2 separate regions of the Hordeum vulgare genome follow, and region 2 is linked to region 1. Evidence: chromatin contacts called from public Hi-C data. All regions are on one chromosome and are shown on one strand. The core of a region is the stretch at or near the end of the contact, and the rest is flanking DNA. Distances in the headings are between cores, read along the strand shown.

Region 1 (2,711 bases), core at 186-2,685:
TCACGTCCGGCAGCTTCGCCTTCACCCAGTACTCCTCGGACGGCGACCCGCAAAGCTTGAAGATCTTGTGCAGCTGCTCAATCTGCGTGAGCACGGACACCCACAGAAATGAGATGGAGTTCCAGAGTAGAGATCAAAATCAAATTAATTAAGATGAGCTTAATGGGGAACCTCGGTCTGTCCGGGCATGATGGGCTTTCCGGCGAGCAGCTCCGCGAGGATGCAGCCGGTACTCCACAAGTCGACCGCGACTCCGTACTCGGTGGCTCCGAGCAGGAGCTCCGGCGGGCGGTACCACAGCGTGACGACCCTGCTCGTGAGGTGCTGCGTCTTGGCCGGATCGAAGAAGGTGGCCAGCCCGAAGTCGGCGATCTTGAGCACGCCGTTGTCGTCGATGAGCAGGTTGGATCCCTTGATGTCCCTATGGAGCACCCCACGGCCGTGGCAATGATGGAGACCGGCCAGGATCTGCCTCATGAAGCACTTGACCTGCGGCTCGGTGAAGCGGAGGCCCGGGGTAGCGGCGAGGCCGGCGAGGTCGTGCTCCATATACTCAAAGACGAGATAGAGGCTATGAGAGAGGCATGACGTGACTATGCCTTCCAGCTTGATCACGTTGGGGTGGTCAAGCCGGCGCAGGATGTGGATCTCCCTCGCCATGAACCGCACGCTCTCCGGGTCCATGTTGACGAAGCGCACCCGTTTCAGCGCCACGATCTTGCCGCTCTGCAGGTCGCGCGCCATGTACACGTTGCTGTACGTACCCTGCCCGATCTTGTCCAGCCTCTCGAAGGTGTCGGCACGGCGGGGCAGCCACCCATGGACGACCTCCCGGGCCACGGAGGTTAACCAGGACGGCCAGCCGGCGATCACGTGCTCGCCGGAGAACCCCTGGGGCACGCCCTGCGGGATGGGCTCCGCTGCCGCTGCCGCTGCGGCATCATGGTCGCCGGCGTCCACGGTTGGCCGCCGGTGGTGCGTGAGCCCGGCTGTGCTGTACGAGTACGACTTGTTGAGAGAGGCGATGACGAGTACCGGAGCGTTCTTCTCGGCACCGGGCGCGGTGGTAGGCTGCGCCTTGGCCTTGACGTTGGACTCAGACCTGCCGATGACTGCGTGCACGACCGGCGCGACGACCGCAGAATCCTCCTTGGAGGTGAGAGTGATGAGTTGCTTCAGGGTTTGGCTTGGCGCCTTCTGCGGCTGCAACCTGTCCGGCACGTATTCCTCCTCGTTCACCTGCTCCTTGGAGCAAAGGCTGCCCATAATTGAGCCGCCGTTCCGCCGGCCGGAGCCGGCTCCCCGTTTCTCCCCGACCGCCGGAACGCTCCTCAACAGTGGAGAGGGACGCGCGCGTCGGGGAAGACAGGCACGCGCCCGCAACAACCAGAGGTCTAGCTAGCTAGGCGGGGTCCTCCAAGAAGCGGTGGTCGTGGGAGCACGAATTTTTGTAACGTGCATGCCACCCATCTCTACTACCCATAGTTTGATTTTCAATACCTAAAATCATATTTATATCTTTTTTTTTCTCCATCTGGTTGAATGTAGCATAACAAAGCCATCCTTTGTTCACGAGTGGCCAACGCTAATAAAAATTACTTCTTTTTTAGTTGACATGCCGCCTGCTGTACAAATATTTTAGACGCCTGCAGATAAGGTAGTTGGAATCTGCGAAAAAAAAAAGATAAGGTAGTTGGAAGATTATTGCAGTACTACTGTCACGTACTCTATAGTTAATTACGAGTTTTCTAAATGATGAACCACCCTCATAATCAAGACCATAGCGCTGTCGGAATCCCCTGGCAACAAGACGCGCTTTGTAGCGCTCAATAGACCCATCCGAATGCTTTTTCACCTTGATGACCCATTTAGAATCAATGACGTTGACCCGAGGTGGTGGAGGAACAAGAGTCCACGTCTCATTGCGAAGAAGAGCGTGATACTCCTGCTCCATAGCCTCTCTCCAATGAGGAATAGTCATTGCAGCCTGGTACGTACGCGGTTTCGAGGACGGATCCGCAAGAGCAGCAGCCATGCAAGAGGCATACCACGCAACAGTGCCGTCGGTGCGCTTAAGAAGGCACACAACACCACTGCGACTGCGCGTATGTGGGCGAGAGACCACAGGAGCCGGCAAGGGGCCAGCCGGCGAGGGGCTGAGCGGCGGTGAAGGGGGCCCAGCCGACGAGGGGCTGGGCGTCGGTGAAGACGACCCAGCCGGCGAGGGGCTGGGCGGCGGGGAAGGGTGCCCAGCCGGCGAGGGGCTGGACGGCGTCGACGAACGAAGCGGCGGTGACGCAGGAGAGGACGGCCGCGTGGGCGAGGCGGGGCGAGGGCTCGCCTGGGGTGACGCGGGCCGAGAGGCCATCGGCGACAGCCCTGGCGCAGGCGAGTCGGCCAGTCGGACCGGGCAGCAGGGAGGCCGACCGAACCGGCGTCTCCAGGGAACCGCGGTCGTCGCGACCGGTAGCAGCCGGTGCAGCTGCAGGCTCGTCCAGGAGCTCAAGACTAGCACCTCTAGCAACACCTGCACCATGGTTAGGTAACAAAATAGGAGCATATGCAACATCATCAAATTGGTCAGAGGCAAGATAGGATGGATGCATAGATGGTGACTCATGGGTGGACACAGGTAAGTTGGCAAAGGGAAACACATGTTCATCAAACACAACATCCCGAGATATATAGACACGATTTGTGGGAACATGAAG
Region 2 (2,700 bases), core at 165-2,664, 460 kb before region 1:
CCCTCTCCTTTCCTGTGTTGCAGGACGCCATGGCCATGGACTGCCGGCCTTCCTCCCAATCGGACCGACGATGATGACGACCGGATCTGCCATGTCGCCGTCTGTTTCCACGGTACCCTGGAGAATGGGGTTTCTTCCTCTTAGCCTCCACCACATCCAGGCTCGCCGGCGGTTGGACCTGCTCAGCGTGCGGGATTGCGTCCTCTCCTGACGAGGTGGTCTACCTTGCCCGCCGCGTCCTCATTCCTCAGTTGTCGAGTCTTTTTTCGTCGGCACACCGTCCTCCGACAGCTCCATCGCCTTTTATACCACCGCGTGCAGCTACCTGTTTGTCCTAGACCATCAAGGTGGGTAGGTTTGATTCTGATCTTAAATTCTTTTCCCACTCAAGTTTTCCTCGATTTTGCTTAGATTGAAATTTGGGATGTGTTTCATTGAAAGCCAGATTAAACTTGTTCAAAGTTGTCAATATCTCAGTTTAAAGCTCATATATGTTAGATTCGAAACTGATTTTTTTTCAAAGAAACTGCGTGCTTCGTAAGCCTGCAACACCCGTTGCAGTTTTTCTTCACCATGACCAACAACTCAATCTCTCAAGTTAATCATGACCAGATACCCAAGACATCTTGTAGATGTTTGATGAATGGGGTCACCGTGGTGCACTATTTCGAGGCGGCAATTTACCGGTTGTTGGATGGCTTCGGGGTCGGCAAGCACATTTGCTCAAGTTTCCACCTCGCCTAGAATCTCTACAACTATTAAAAGAGCAAACATTAATTTTTCTAAACCCACACAACAAACTGTACATGGGATAATCAGGACCCTTCGATTAAATTAAGTTAAACACATCCTACTGCATATATTACGTCAATGGTTTATTATTCAGATGAACGTCTCGGATGAAATGTTCTGCTAAGCAGACGCAGCGGTCTGCCAGTCGATGTGTGCGCTTCGCTCACCTGATCCACGCGGCCCCGCCCTTAATTCCCTGTTTTTCGGATCACATGCCTTCTTTATGTAGGTAGGAACCGGATCAAGCAAACTTGAGGTGCCGCTCCTCCCTTCCCGTCTCCCGCACGTTATCCACTGATTCGCCCCGAGTCGACCCCGCCACCGGTTGCCGCCCGTGCTCTTGCAAGCCGCGGCCAACCTCCTCTGTCGTCCAGCCGCGCCAAGCGCCCTCCTCCTTGTAATGCCCTGAAGAGGGAGGGCATCGAGATCGGGCAGTAGGTAGGGGATGAGGAATGGGGAGTATGTGAGGAGAGCTTGGAAGAGGGGAAAGGAGAAGTATCGGCTTAATCATTCGCTGCCGATTACCATCATAGGAATTTACATAAGTAGTCTGCCCTGTGGGCTACACTCACAGGCCAAGGCCCACACATCGCAATACATGGCCTCTGGCCCAACACAGGTAGTAGCATTGCAGTTCAGTTAACTGAATGCACTTCGTGAGTCTGCTGCAGGATCGAGCATGGACATCTTCAGGCGTGACATTGCCCCTCTCTTGCGAAGGAGCCCCACCTTCACCGTCTTCCTATATTCTAGCTGCATGGTAGCGTTGTCGTAGAGTGTCATTGTCCTCCCAGGTGGTGGCGCCCAATAGCATGTTGGCCCACTTAGTAGATAGATGAGATTCACTGTGTCTATTGCAGAGAGAGGCATAGCCTTTATATACACGGGAGAGGCATGTTAGTGCATGCGATCTGGTGAACTACCAGGAGCTATTCTCCAGCCGAGAGCTAGGATGGCGGAGTCGCGTTGGACTCGGTAGTGGAGCTGCGTGACGCTGGAGACGCGGGCGGCAAGGCACGCGAGGAGGAAGTGGGCGCCGTCTTCCAACAGCCCCCCGCAGCCGCAACGGGGTCTTCGACGATGTTGAGGCCGGATCAGAATTCCGTGAAGATGGCGGTTGGCAGCCCTTTCGTGAAGACGTCGGCGAACTGGGAGGACGAAGGGACGTGGAGAACGTGGACGTCGCCGAAGGAGACCCGTTCCCGAACAAAGTGAAGGTCGATCTCCACATGTTTCGTGCGTTGATGCTGAACCGGGTTGGAGGAGAGGTACGTGGCGCTGATGTTGTCGCAGTAGACGATCGTCGCGCTGCTGGAGGTCGATGAAGCTCGTGCAGCAGCTGACGAAGCCAGCAGGTGTCGGCGACGGCGTTGGCGACAGCGCGGTACTCAGCCTCCGCGCTGGAGCGGGAGATCGTGTGCTGGCGCTTGGATGACCAGGAAACGAGGTTGTCGCCGAGGTAGACGCAGAAGCCCGATGTGGAGCGTCGCGTGTCGGGGCAACCAGCCCAGTCCGCGTCGGAGTAGGCGACCAGATTGGTGTCGCGGGAGCGTCAGAGACGAAGACCGAGATGTGCAGTGCCGCGAAAGTAGCGCAGGACCCGCTTGAGGTAGGTGTAGTGGCTCTCGCGCGGGTCGTGCATGAAGAGGCAGAGCTGCTGGACGACATAGGCGATGTCGGGGCGAGTGAGGGTGAGGTACTGCAGGGCGCCGGCGAGACTGTGGTAGAGAGCGGGATCGGAGACGGGCGGCCCATCCTGCGCAGAGAGCTTGCGTTTGGTGTCGGCGGGAGTGGCAATCGGCCTGCAGTTGCTCATGGCAGCGCGCTCGAGGATCTCGAGTGCATACTGATGCTGTGAGAGGAATAGACCATCGGTGGTGCGGTGGACGTTGATGCCGAGGAAATGGT

The links. Hi-C and Micro-C count contacts between places; a contact is called where the count stands out from the background.
Region 2: a contact with region 1 is called in a Hi-C map of leaf, with 3 times the contacts expected there. The contact joins the enhancer-like site here to the promoter of LOC123405075 in region 1. A contact is called at or near these places in 2 of 6 Hi-C or Micro-C datasets (both in leaf).

The regions. Positions count from the first base shown.
Region 1 is chr6H:266,367,291-266,370,001 of MorexV3_pseudomolecules_assembly, reverse strand. LOC123405075 (probable serine/threonine-protein kinase At1g54610) reads right to left here and starts at 1,435. Exons shown (of 6, transcript XM_045098924.1): 1 at 172-1,435; 2 at 1-82. The coding sequence starts at 1,266.
Region 2 is chr6H:266,827,520-266,830,219 of MorexV3_pseudomolecules_assembly, reverse strand. It overlaps LOC123404013 (DNA repair protein XRCC3 homolog), which reads left to right. Exons shown (of 2, transcript XM_045097918.1): 2 at 24-506. The coding sequence ends at 144. Among protein-coding and RNA genes, the nearest start is that of LOC123404013, 3.3 kb to the left of the region's middle. Within about 2 kb of position 1,414, at least 3 of the 3 cell types and tissues checked have open chromatin away from gene starts, as enhancers often do. A contact at or near this core is called in leaf, where this site is marked.